Linked DNA regions of Monodelphis domestica: region 1 is linked to region 2. The links are chromatin contacts, called in public Hi-C maps. All regions are on one chromosome and are shown on one strand. The core of a region is the stretch at or near the end of the contact, and the rest is flanking DNA. Distances in the headings are between cores, read along the strand shown.

Region 1 (7,307 bases), core at 555-3,054, 160 kb after region 2:
CGTTGTCCATTCTACACAAACCAGCCTGGCCTCATGGAACCATTTCCTGTTGTAGTCACTGCTTCATCTTACCATGGGTAGCACAGACGAACAGATAACCCACTTTCAACTGTAGTTTTATGGGCTAACGATCATATGAGTTGTACAGCATTTGAAATTATAAGGAAGGAAGAAATGTAACGTATTTGGGAAGAGGAACTCAACGTATTTGCTCATTCCCCGTAATACTGCAAGTTACACTAGAAAAGGGATGTTAATATATTTCATTTGCACAGCATTCCCTTCCTCTTCCCATAGAGATATGAAAATCAATTTAAAAAATAAGCCAAACAAGCAAATTGACGTGGATATGTATTTTTAAAAAGCCCGTCCTTTGTCAGCAAAAGTTCTTTATGTCTCATTTTCCTAAATCAGATGAAAGAAAAAACACATTTTCTATAAATGCAACTAGGAATGTAGCATCTTTATTTATAATTCAACCTTCTTTGAGGCTTTGAACCTACAGTTCAAATATTCCTAGGTTTAAAATGTGATCCTGCAAACCGTGCAAAACATAAACAAAACGGCACTTTGATGTGATTAACAGACGCCACACAAAGTCGCATCCCTTTGGGGGGCTTTGAAGGGGAAATTGCCCTTTAAGCGCGATATGGGCCAAAAGAACTTCAGAAAATATTCTGGCTGATAAGTCAATATAGCGTAAAGGGGGAGCAAGGTGAAGGGGGTGTAGGGCAGGGGAGGGGGGAGGGAGGAAAGTGAAGGAAAAGAAAAACAACATTTGCATCACATTCACATTGGAAAGACTTTCTGCTCCTCCCTAAATGCTTCCCTCCCCCTTCAACGGCTGCTGACTAGCCAGTACTCGGAGCAAGGAGCTGGTTCTTCTTGCAGCTCTTGTTATCTTGGCAGAAGTTCAATGAGCACAAGGGAGGGAGAAAGAGAGGAAAAAAAAGAGGGGGAAAAAGGGAGAGAGAGGCAGCAAGAGAGGAAAGGAGGGGGACCCTAACGCGCAGGCGCCTTCGGAGGCTGTCGAAGAATCAAGTCTGTAGAAGTGGAGCAGCCGCGGCAGCGGCGGCGGCAGCAGCCTCAGCAGCCTCAGCAGCCTCAGCAGCTACAGCAGCTACAGCAGCTACAGCAGCAACAGCAACAGCAACAGCGGCAGAGGCAGCAGAGGCAGCAGCGGCAGTAGCAGTGGTAGCTGGGGCTGGGCGGTGACGCCAGAGACTGGGGGAAGTAGTAGGTGGTGGAGTCGACGGCGGCAGCAGCAGCTGTAGTTGTGAGGGACGACTGACTTGGGGAGCCGCGCTGCGTAGTAACTCCACGCTGACTCTGCTACCTCGGTGCGGCATGCACTGCCACTCAGGCTAGCTAACCCTCGGCGGCTGCATCACTTCACCCACCCGCCTCCCTTCCCCCGCCCCCCTTTACATCCCCACCCCCTTTTCCTCGCTTAGCACCGGCCCCGAAGACCTGCTGCACTCCCCTGCACCAGCGCGTCCGGTGTTTGCACCGGTCTGGAGACCTGCTGCAGCTTCAGTTTGCACGGACTCGGGGGCCTTGCTGCTGCAACCCCAGCCGCCTTGCAACAGCCCCCAGCCGGCCCGCACCAGCAAAGGGGACCTGCTGCTGTCTCAGTTGCACCCTTTCCTTCCCTGTCCCCCGCCCCTTCTGCACGGGGTGCGCTGCGCTGGGGCCAAGGCTTCCCGGGGTTTGCCTCGGCTGCTGCTGCAGCCCCAGCCTCCTCTGCCGCCACCTCCGCTGGTCAGGGAGTTGCGGGGTTGGGGGGGAGGAGGGTGCGTGTGTTGCCGGCGGGGGGCGGCGGCGCCTCCTCCACCACCACCACCACCACCACCACAACTACCTCCGCCTCCTCCTCCTTGGACATGTCGACCGCCGCTGTGGCCGTGGCGGCCGCTTCCCGGCGGCAGTCGTGTTACTTATGTGACCTGCCCCGCATGCCCTGGGCCATGATCTGGGACTTCACTGAGCCCGTGTGCCGAGGCTGCGTGAACTACGAGGGAGCAGACCGCGTCGAGTTTGTTATTGAGACGGCGCGGCAGCTCAAGCGGGCGCACGGGTGCTTCCCAGAGGGACGCTCCCCGCCCGGTTCGGCCGCAGCGGCTGCCTCGAAGCCTCCTCAGCTCTCCACCAAGGACATTCTCCTGCAGCAGCAACAGCAGCAGCAACAGCTGGGCCATAGCACTGCCGCCGCAGCCGAGGCGGCCTCGCGGGCCCCGCAGGCCCTGGAACGGTACCCCCTGGCGGCCGCCGCCTCCTCCGCAGAGCGGGCACCCCCGAGGCTGGGCTCCGAGTATGGAGCTAGCCGCCAGCCTGCGGGAGGGCCTACGACCCCGCAGCCGCAGCAACAGCCGCCGCCCCCGCCGCAGCAGCAGCAAGTGAATGGCATCCTGGTGCCCAATGGCTTCTCCAAGCTGGAAGAGCCTCCTGAGCTCAACCGCCAAAGCCCTAACCCCAGGCGCGGCCACGCGGTGCCGCCCACCCTGGTGCCGCTGATGAACGGCTCTGCCACACCGCTGCCCGCTGCCCTCAGTCTCAGCAGCCGGGCCGCCGCCGCCTCGCTTGCCGCCATCTCCGGCGGCGCCGGCGCCGCCCTGGGCCCTGCACAGCCCGCCGAGCTCGGCGGCCACAAGCGGCCGGGTTCTGTATCTGGTAGCGGCGGCGGCTCGGGCTCTGAGCACGAGCCGCGGGAGACGACCAAGGAGAAGCAGACCCAGGCGGCCCACCGAGGCCCCGCGGACAGCCTGGCAGCTGCCTCTGCAGCCGTTTCGGTGTCGGGAGCGGCTGAACTCGGCGGGGAGGGAGGAGGCAAGGGTCGGGGGCCGGGGGAACAAGACTGGGTGAACAAGCCCAAGACGGTGCGGGACACGCTACTGGCGCTGCACCAGCACGGCCACTCGGGGCCCTTCGAGAGCAAGTTCAAGAAGGAGCCGGCCCTGGCCCCTAGTAGGATGCTGGGCTTCGAGGCTAACGGCGCCAACGGGGCCAAAGCAGGTAGGCCGCACCTTGTTGCTTTGCAGGGGAGGTTTTTCGGTGGGGGTGGGGGCGGATAGTGAGTGGGGTGAAGGGGGGGGGCACTTTCCATTTGCCACCTTGCCCCAGTCCCCAGAAACAACAAACACTCAACTTCCTGATCTGCATGAGGCGGAACCATTGCTTAGGTGGCAACGTGTTCATGTGCTGAAGCAGCATAACAGAGATGAGTCAGACTGGGGTGATAGACACTGACAGAGGGTTTTCCTTTCCTAGCACATTCTTGGGATAGGAGTTATGAAGGCCCTAGTCACCTTTTAACCTGTTCAGCAGACATATATTTAGCCAGATGCACAATGCACACTGGTGTACAAGTAGGTGTTGAGGATCGTTTCTTAGATACAGTTTAAAATACAAGGAAGCACACATTTCATATTCTGGAGTGTAATTTTATGTAATATAGTTTAATTCATATAAGTAAATTTCCTTTATGGCTATATTCTTTTCTTTTTTCCGTTCTCCTGTTGCACACTTTAAAAGAGCATGTTCTGACTACAATTTGGTTATTCTCTAAGAATCTTATATGGTGGGGTTTATCTGAACCCTGACTCAAAGGAGCACTCCAAATGCATATTTATCCCTCCCCCCCTTTTTTCCTTTTACTTCTTTGTTTTCCTAGTTGCCCGTGCAGCGAGGAAGAGGAAGCCTTCCCCAGAACCAGAAGGTGAAGTTGGTCCTCCCAAGATCAATGGAGAGGCACAGCCATGGTTAACAACCCAAACAGAAGGGATGAAAATCCCCATGACTCCTGCACAATTTGTGTCTCCTCCACCACCCACTGTCTCACCTCATTCCAACCGGACCACACCGCCAGAAGCGGCTCAGAATGGCCAGTCCCCCATGGCAGCTCTGATCTTAGTAGCAGACAATGCAGGGGGCAATCATGCCTCCAAAGATGCCAACCAAGTTCACTCCACTACTAGGAGGAATAGCAACAGTCCACCTTCTCCATCCTCTATGAACCAAAGAAGGCTGGGCCCCAGAGAAGTGGGGAACCAGGGGTCCAACACGGGGGGACTGGAACCAGTACACCCCGCCAGCCTCCCAGACTCCTCTCTAACGGCCAGTGCCCCACTGTGTTGCACCCTGTGCCATGAGCGTCTTGAGGACACCCACTTCGTGCAGTGCCCTTCGGTTCCTTCGCACAAGTTTTGCTTTCCTTGCTCCAGACAAAGCATCAAACAGCAGGGAGCTAGTGGAGAGGTCTATTGTCCCAGTGGGGAGAAATGCCCTCTGGTGGGCTCCAATGTCCCTTGGGCCTTTATGCAGGGGGAAATTGCAACCATTCTTGCTGGAGATGTGAAAGTGAAAAAAGAAAGAGACTCGTGACTTTTCCAGTTTCAGAAAAACCCAATGATCACCCTTATCTTAAAACTGCTTGAATTGTGTATATATCTCTCTCTCTATATATATATCCAAGACAAGGGAAATGTAGACTTCATAAACATGGCTGTATAATTTTGATTTTTTTTGAATACATTGTGTTTCTATATTTTTTTTTTTGACGACAAAAGGTATGTACTTATAGAGGCATTTTCCTCTTTTGTTAACGTTATTAGCAGATCTTTGTGCTTTATTATCCTGGTGACAGTTACTGTTTAATGTAGGCTGTGACTTGCGCTGCTTTTTTAGAGCACTTGGCAAACCAGAAATGCTTCTAGCTGTATTTGTATGCACTTGTTTTAAAAAGAAAAAAAAGCCAAATACATTTTCTGACATTGTAAGATCGCCTTACTGTCTGTTATTCCTTATTCCTGGCCCCTTTCTTTAATCAAAAAGGAGGCAGAATGTTTGAGAAGGAAAGCAAATGGAAGGGACAAGATGGTTAAGTGGGGTTGTCACTATAGAAAATTATAAAGGGGTTCACATCAAAACATTGTCCTTGTATAGTAATTTTTTAAAAGTAGACCCAAAGTCTACTAATTTCTCTCTACTTCTTAAAGTTTAATTCTTGGGCTATATAGTATGACTTGTCTGAGAGGCGCTGCTGAGTTAGGGATTTCTGGGATTGTATTGCGTGATGTGTGTGTGTGTGTGTTTTTTGTTGTTGTTGGGGTTTGGGGGTTTTTTTGTGTGGGGGGGTGTTTTTAAAGGCAAACTTGACCACTGTTCACGTGATCAGTTGTAAGTTACAAAGCTGCATGCTTTAGTTGATTACATAATGTACAATTTCAGTGATGGAAGGCAGTTATAATTGATTGTGGTGTATACAGCATGGCACTGCCATCTTTGAAAAGATCCTAGCTCTCCAGCGCCACTTAATATATTTTTTCAAACAACGCCCTAGAAACTTGTTTTTGTTTTTTTTCTTTTTTACTTTGAGAGAAGTAACAAGAGAAGTTGTAGTGTAGTGAACTTTGAAATTATTGGGATGGGGGGGAGATCATCAATTACCTGTAGTATTGTTGCTATTGATGCTATCATCTACATCCTATTTCCAGTTAGTGGTAAATACAGTGTGGTACAATGACAGCAGCAACTGAGGTTCTGCCAGAATTGCCTCCGGGCATATCAGTGACAGCCCAAATGTGGGTGGAGGAAACCTGTAATTTCCTTCTTACATGTGTTTGAAACACAAAATGAATAAATAATATTGTTCTGAAGTGATCAAATAAAATAGTGAAAATGAAAGATGAATTTTACATGACATGCCCCATTTAAAAAACTATTTTGGATGCTTTTTGTAAATTCAATAAGATCAAAATTTTGCATCATTAATGATTCCCCCCCCCCCCAGAACCAATAAATCAGTTACTAGAAATAGTTGTCTTACATTGATAACTGGGGGGAAGGGGTTGGGGGAGGAATGTGTGCTATTATATTTAATATTGTCAGGAACAGTATTTCAACATTCTTTTGGTCTAGTGTTTCAAAGTTGATCATAAGAAAAAAAATCCCTTGAAGAACTCAAGGATCTACTTGGGCAGTTTTTGTGTTTACCTTCATACCTGAACAACTATTTTAATTTGAAAAAACAAATTTACCAGCTTTGATTGCCTTCAGTTCATTTTTTTTAATTGACATTTCTACAGCTTTCAGTGGATGAAATTGTTTTAACACCATGGTTCAAGTTAACATTTAAACATCAGATACTGTACCAAGTAGAGCATTTTTTCCTTACTGTTTTTAAATGGCTACACTTACATTAATCCTGTCCAGAACCCTATTACATCCATATTATCATTGTGGCAATATATACAGACTTGAGTGATTAACCAATTTAAGTAATTTTTATGCTTTTTACAAAACTGGAGTATATTTGACTGTCAATCAAACCAGTCTCTTATGTAAACACAATGCAGAAACACAAATATAGGCAATTTTAAATGCACATAAACACAGCTGCAAAGAATTCTTTGGAACCATGTTGGTCTGTTGTTTAAATGTACATCTAGATACTTTATTAAAAAGTGAATTTTGGCTTACAGATGTAACAACTTAGGCAGTCAATTCACCCAATGTGTCATAGCTATCTAGTTTTGCAATCTTAATACAGATAACTACAGAAAGTGAAAAACCATCTCTTGCTGTTTAGATAAAACTTTATCCAGCTGTGGAAATGATAACTGAAGTTTTCTCTGGGCTGATATTTCAGTGGAAGAGCATTGGAGACTATTGCCCCAAAATATCTCCTGCTAAAAGGTCTGACTAGCATTTGTACAGAATTTCAAGGAAGCCTTTTAGCTGGACAATATTGATATCTTTGTTATTTTCTGGCATTCATTTATGCACTTAAAAAGCCCAGGGATTGTTGGGACATTGCTTGACCTCTCTTTGTACCTGATGACAGTGCAGAGGGAACTTCCACAGTTATATTAAAAATGTCAGAGATCTGTCATACCTAGGCAATATCAAATTTCCAATTTTAATAGCTCAGCAATGTTTTCACTGCTAACAACATTTAGGGGTAGGGGGAATGTTGTATCTATCTCTTTCTGCATTAGCAATTTCTTGAATTTGACATGTACCATCTCTTATGTGTCCTTCACATTAAACTTTATGACTGTAAAGATAGATGGTTTACAACTTTTTATGACAAAACTTCCCTTGGCCAGCAAGTCTTTGAAAGGTGCCTGTTGTTGGGTTGTTTTGGGGTTTTTTTTTTTCATTTAGAGGAAAAAAGTCAAAAAGGATATAATTTTTTTCTTGACATGAGAATGATAAAAATGAGTGTGAAATCTTTGATATCACCATTATAGCCTATGGTTTCTTATTAGAATTTCACCCATACTGTCATTTGTCATATTACTAATTTT
Region 2 (6,893 bases), core at 2,575-5,074:
CCTCAGTTTCCTATGTGTAAAAAGATGGGGGGAGGCAGTTGAATTAGATGACTTTGGGGGTCCCTTACCACTCCATATCTATGAGAGCTTTACATCTTTCAGGAGTCATTGCAGGAAAATCAATTTGCTCACCCCCATGCACTCACCTGGCTGGTACAAGATTCCTGGTAACCTCTCCATCCTCTCCCACTTCTCCCTGGTCGAGGTTCTCCCTCTGCATATTCTCTTTCTTTTGTAGACTACAGCAGTCATTTCTAAAAGCAAAAAACCAGGGCATTTGGGCTTCCCTCCTTTCTGAAACTCAAGGAAAGCCAGTCTTGGGGACCAAGCTGTCCAGGGAATGAATAGGAAGCCTATTTTCATTGGAAGTGAGAGGTGTTGGGCTGGTGGATCACTTGTTCTGATGGAAAGTGGCTTGGGGAGGTAGGGGCTCAGTTTCCCAGCCCCACTTCCCATGGAGATGTTGGAACTGAGATGTCCCACCGTAGAAGCAGAGACATTTGCCCCAATTTCACTTTTAGAAAGTTGCAAGTAAGCATTTTTTTTCTTTACCCAGTGTTGGTTCACAGGGCAGGGATGTGATTTTTTTTCCAGACCTTGAATGGGGCAGTAGCTCCAAGGTTAATAACCCTCCCTCGCTTCAGGTGGTTGTCTTGGCGGTTTCCAGAATGTTGTTTTTGGCACTGGGGTGAAGGCTGCATTTGTAAGTGGTTTTGAGCCACCCCCTGCTGAAAGAAAAAGGACAACAACCCCACCTCCCTGTCCTCCAATTCACCCTTACCTTTTAACCCTGTGAGATCCATGGCTCTTCCAGTGACCATATTTTCCCAACCACATATATGGGGTTTATAGATGATCTGACAAATGATAGGCTTTCTGGTAAAGTCTAATTAAAAGCACTCTTATTTCTGTTCAATAAAAATTAAGAACATGTAATCCTGAATTTTCCACCCAAATCCTACTCCAGTGTCTCCTGAGGCTATGGAGGTGATCCCTCCTCATAGGAGGGCAAGCTGCAGCAGAGACTGTCCAACAGGAAGGGGTTCAAATGCAAACTTCCCGATGGATTGTCATCTGAAGACCAACCTAACTAAGTAGCGGTAACTCCTTCAACCAAAATTTGGCCACAAAATAATACGTGTTTTGTCCACAGCAGCTCATGGAAGGTAGGGATGAGTTGTGACCTGATGTGGAATGATGCCAGCACAAGAGCTTTGAAGTTTTCAAAGATGATAGTGGTTCAAATTTTGACTCAGGCACTTACTAGCAGTACCACAGGGGGCAGATCACTTAACCTCACTGAGACTCAGTTTTCTTATGTGTAAAATTGGGGTAATCATAGCATTGACCTAATAATGTAGAAAACATCAAGTGAGAATATATGCACACCTTAAAGCACTGTATAATTGTTAGCTATTATTAGCTATGGTTATTTCCTTTCTTTAAAAAATTGTAAGTTGAGAGGGCAGCTGGGTAGCTTAGTGGATTGAGAGCCAAGTCCTGGGTTCAAATTTGACCTCAGACACTAACTAGCTGTGTGACCCTGGGAAAGTCACCTAACCCCCATTGCCTAGCCTGTACCTCTCTTCTGCCTTGGAATCAATACACAGTATTGATTCTTTTTAAAAATTTTTATTTAATTAATTCAGGATATTTTTCCAGGGTTACATGATTCATGTTCTTTTCCTCCTCTCCTCCCACCCCCCCTCCAGCAGCCAACACACAATTCTACTAGGTTTTGCATGTGTCATTGATCAAGACCCATTTCTATATTATTAATATTTGCATTAGGGTGATCCACAGTATTGATTCTAAGGAGGAAATGAAGGATTTTAAGAATAAATATATATATGTGTTGATCAGCAGAACATAGATTTAGAGTTGGAAGGCATCTTGGAGGCCATCTAAATCTATTCTATAATTTTACACGTGAGAAAAGTGAAGCCCCAAAGCTATGAAATGATTTGTCCAAGCTCACGTAGGTTGTAAGTGGTAGAACTTGGTCCTCTTGATTCTATGAGTTTGCTTTAACATGCTTAAGATCACAGTCCCTGGCTGGAAATATTTCCTGAAAAAATTGGGTATTCTTTTGCGATAAAGTGGGGATGGGAAGATCTTGAAGGTACCCTCCAGATTCGCTATGGCACCGCTCTGATGAAGCAGACCTCTTCCTCAGTTTCTCCCTCTAGAAAAGGGATAAAATGGTGCCTACTCAGGAGAAACAACAGTAGGCCTCCATCGGAGTTTGAGGTGTGGCCATTCTAAAGATAACAATGAGCCAGGCTGTTTTCCAAAGAGGCTGCCACAGACGTCATTGCATCAACTTCTGCTTCTGTCCTCCCTTCTCAGGGCCAGAAAAGAGGCAACGAATCTGTCGTCAGCTCCCTTCAGAGCTACTTCTGAATTTCAGAGTTGGCCCCTCTGAGAACCTTGCTGAGGAGTGTCAGATTTTGCAGTGGGGGGAAAAGCTGGCAACCTAATCCTTACTTCTCAGTAACCTTCCCCTAGGAAACCGGCCAACTCTATCTGCTTGGAGACCTTCTTTTGATCACAGCTTGTCACCTCCCAAGAGATGTTCCACTTTTCAGGCAGGTGAAAAACGAACCCGATTAAAAATAGTAGGCTCGACTCTAAATCACTGGGCAATGAACTTTTCATACATAGTCTCCTTGTAAAGTGAAACTACTCTATGCATCTTGGATTTGGGAGCAGGGGGCCAGGAAAAGAGACCTCAAAGGTCAATCGAGCTATACCCCTCCTGTTAGAGGAATCCAGCTGCCCATCAAGCTCCCCGCAGTGCCCACAAATTAACATGAAGCCCTCTCCGCCTCCTTGCAAGAATCCTGAATAGTGGCTAATTGTACAGTACAGCATGGACACGCAACTTGCAGTATTATCTTTTGGCTGCACTAGAGTCCCAAGGCAAAAAAACAAAAAATAAAAAAATAAATCCCTTCCTCCTTCCCCAATCAGCTGGATCTTGTCAGCAGGCATGTTTTCACCTGGGCAAGCAGAGTTCAGCTGAGCTACCCTCCCTCCCTCCTTCTGTCCAACTGCCCCCTATCATTTCTCCATTTAATGCTACATAAGAATGAGGGTTTCTGAAGCTTTTTAGACACAGGGCACAGGAGAAATCAGGGCATTTCCCATTCTGCACCCTACAATATCTTGAGGGGAAAAAAAAGGAAAAAAAAAACAGACTAGAGGAGTAAGCCCTTTTCTCTTTCCTTCTTTTTTTCCCAGGGGGTACAGTGGGCCATTTTTGTTGTGGGTGCTTATTGTTTATCCTTGTGTCACCTTTCCCAGCTTTAGTGCTATTGCTTGAGTGCTCTAGTTCTCTCTCTCTCTCTCTCACTTTCTCTCTCTTTCTCTCTCTCTGTCTGTTTCTCTCTGTCTGTCTGTCTGTCTTTCTCTCTCTCTCTTTTATGAAATGCCTGATTAATAGGTTAGCTGCTTTTTATATCTCCACATGTGGCACATCTGGATAAAGGCGTGCCTCTCTGCTTTGTTGGTTTTTTTTTTTAACTTTACTTTCGACTGCCATGGTAACTGCTGCATGTTTGGCAAAAAGAAAGAGGAGGAGAAAAAAAAAAGCTTGGAGAGAAGAAAAGGAGCTCACAGAGCTCAGCTGGCAGATGTCCAGTGTAATCATGCCGCAGAGCTGAAATGAGGCCTCTGGCAGGCAGCCAAGTTACAAAGAACAAAGATGTCAGTTCCTAATGTTGGCGGCAAAGCTTGTTTGGCACCCTTATATGGTTTCCCAGAACTCCCTGCCTTGGCTGCCTTCCATTCCCTTTAGGGCAGCAAACAGGATTAGTACAGCGGAGTTGTTTTTCTCTTTTCTCCCCCAACTGTTCCAATGACATCATCCCTGCTGCATTCATTTGCCAAGAGGGTGATTTTCCCCCCTCTCTCTCTTCTCTCTCTTTTTCCACCTCCCTCCCTCCTCTCCCTCCCTCATAACCTCTCTCCTTCCTTCCTCCCTTCCCTCCCTTTCTCCCCCTGCTTTCTTTCAACGCTGTGTTTTAGGTCATTCTTACTGCCCGGCTTCTCGGTTAAATTAAAAACACCCTGATGCAAGTACGTTTAGCTGAATCAAGCCAGACGCTGTATTTTATTTTTATAACTGAATTCCTGCGAGATAAAAATCTCATTTTCCTTAGTAGGCTGTAATCAGCACTTACAGGGCTGTGGTTTCCAACTGCCCTCATCATGTGCTTCCTTACGAAGCTCCACAGAGAAATGGGCTTGGCCCCAGCTCGCATTTAAAGGGCCCGTGGCCAGTTCCACTCCTTGTGTGTGTCACACGCAGAGACCATCCTAGAAACACGAACGCTTACACACATACACGCATGCATGCGTGCCCATGCATTCTCCGAAGCGCGCACTGCTGTGCAAACACCCAGGGGCTAAGGGAACTGTCCATATATGGCGGCGTCACTCTTGTCCATTCTAGAAGGAGGCTAGTCAAAGAAGTCCTCTGTGGAACAAACGCTTCCACTTCCTAAAAGACTGGTTTAAACTATCAGGCAGCCCCAGCGTTATGCAACTAATGGCTGTGTTCATGAAAAGAAATCCAGGTTTGTGACTGCACACACATATTCCCCAGCCCCCGCCTCCAGTCCTCGCCACCCCACCCTGCTCTGATTCATGAACTAGTTTTCAGATTCATGAATCACTTGGGAACCGGCTAGAGGAAAAATGAATAGTATTGATCTCATTTCATTTGAAATTGGCTCATTATGACCGTGCTGGCTGGAGCGGAGTGGACAGATGCTTGCCGGCACACGGGGTCCTTCTGGAAGCGGTCTCCTTCCACCTGCCTGTGGGGCAGGAGGGGATTCTTGGGTGAAACGTTCTGCAGGGGATTCCCCCCCCCCCCTTCTTTTATTATATAGGTGTAATAAGATTTACTTTAAGAGTGACTCAGCCCACACTCCCCTGGTCTTGGTTGGTTGCGCCACCCACCTCCTTTTTATTTTCCTTTCGGTTTTAATTAAATTAGAAATAAGGTAGCTCCGTACAAGCCCCTTTTCCAGATTTTTACATGGTTTTTTGCTTGCCTACCATGACAAAGCAGGAGCACACATTCTGATCCTGGCTCAGAAGCCGACTAGGGTCCATTGTTTTTGAGCACAAATAAGGAACTTGCTCCCCTCCCCCTGCCTTTTCTCTTCCAGAACACCAATTTAGCAAGGAGTAGGTATCTGTGAATCCCTCAAGAGACCTTCAAGGTCAACTCTTATCTCCGTCAGATCTCTGAATCGGGGACTGACCTTTGTGCAAGAAAAGTGTGCTCATCAAAAAAGCAGGGTGTTTTTGTTTTTTTTAATCATCCTTCTCCCTCTCAAAGTAAATTGTGCCCTTTCTTTTGGGAGTCAAAATAATGGACTCAGAACTGAAACCTGACAAAGGTATACGGAATGGGGTTGTTGTATGGAAGATTTGGGTCACCAAGGATAACCGGGGCCTTTTACTAAGGGGATTTCCTCTTCTCTGCAAAGGTCTAATTCCTCTCAACTTCCAGGTCTTCCTCACCCAGATTCCCCTTCACCCATCTCATCCTCTTACTCAAAAACGCCATCAATTTCTTGCCAGGGAAAACCTTTTTTTCTTTTCCTCTATGGCTTTCTCTGATGTGCACTGACTGACATTTTTACTAAAAATAACAATAGTTTGCTGATCCTTAATTATAACTTCAAAACAATTTTGGGAGGTTCCTTCCTTTTCTAGGATTTAAATCCCCCAACCTTAGGGATTAAAAAAAAAAAGTCACTAGATGAATGCCTCTAAGAAACTCACAAAACTCACAAAATCCCAACAACAACAACCAAAAAGGATTTGATTTTAATCTACATAATTTTGGATCCAATAGCTTGGAAATGAGATTTTTATCCATTTGCTTCAGACATGCCGTCTCGCCATTAGATGTGTTTCACTTGGCAGAGATTTGATGACGTGACCTTACTTTCTTTTATCATTGCTGTACCCAGAATAACTGGGTGAGGCCTGAGGAAGAGGAAAGAAGATGTGTTTATGTGCATCTCAATAAGCAATTAGTTCAGGAACAAAAAAAAAAAAATTAGTTGCTTTGTCTTCATGTCCCTGTTGGTGAGCCAGACAATTCCACAATGCCATTCATTGGTCTCTACCTGCAGAAGGGACAGAAATGCTTGTCATTCTATCTCCCTTCCTAGCAGGGGTTAAAAATTGGTCCTCCATATTTGTCAGCCTTGGAGCAAATGGGGATAGTGGTTTGGCTCCTGTTTTTGCATTAACTCGTTTGATTTTTTTTTTCCATGGCTGCCTCTCATTTTGTGATAAACCTGAGTTGCTAGGAAAGCTTTTTATGTAACACCCGCTCGGTCGCAGGCTTTACAGAGCACCAAGTGTTCCGTTTCCAGAGTTCCACATAAATCTGGCTGCACATCAAAACTTCTGTTTCATAACAGACTAGAAATAGGATTTTCTAATAACATTCAGAGGACTGTACTTATTGTGCAGGGATCTGGAATTTTATGAATCGTTAATGAAGAACTAAACAAAGACCCCCAAAACTCCCTGCCTACCATCTCTGGGGTTGAAGCAGAGAAGGAAGCTAGGGAGAAGCTTTTTCTCCATGCACGGTCTGTCTGTCTGTTGGCAAGCCAAGCTCCTTTTCAAAGATATGTTAAATAATTTTAAACATATTGAGGACCTTATTTATGTCAAGTAGGGAAAATGCCTTCTGCCCTGCTTCTCTCCCCTCATTCATGGAGAATGTGGTTTCCTTTCATTGTCTCCCCTGACACTACCCATAGGCAGATTTAACCCCTAACTTTTCTCTAGGGGAAGGAAGGTTCCTTTCCTGTCACTCTTAGCTTGGAGGGATCCAAATATCCTGAAAAATTTTT

What was found. A called contact is a pair of places that touch in the nucleus more often than the background predicts.
Region 1: a contact with region 2 is called in a Hi-C map of limb, with 5 times the contacts expected there. The contact joins the promoter of IRF2BP2 here to the enhancer-like site in region 2. A contact is called at or near these places in 2 of 2 Hi-C or Micro-C datasets (limb and spleen and liver).

Annotation. Positions count from the first base shown.
Region 1 is chr2:154,877,351-154,884,657 of mMonDom1.pri, forward strand. IRF2BP2 (interferon regulatory factor 2 binding protein 2) reads left to right here and starts at 1,805. Exons shown (of 2, transcript XM_001378637.5): 1 at 1,805-3,012; 2 at 3,671-4,775. The coding sequence starts at 1,884. The coding sequence ends at 4,380.
Region 2 is chr2:154,711,092-154,717,984 of mMonDom1.pri, forward strand. LOC103099221 (a long non-coding RNA gene) reads right to left here. Exons shown (of 2, transcript XR_461838.3): 2 at 5,816-6,009. Among named protein-coding and RNA genes, the nearest start is that of IRF2BP2, 160 kb to the right of the region's middle. Within about 2 kb of position 3,825, at least 1 of the 2 cell types and tissues checked has open chromatin away from gene starts, as enhancers often do. A contact at or near this core is called in limb, where this site is marked.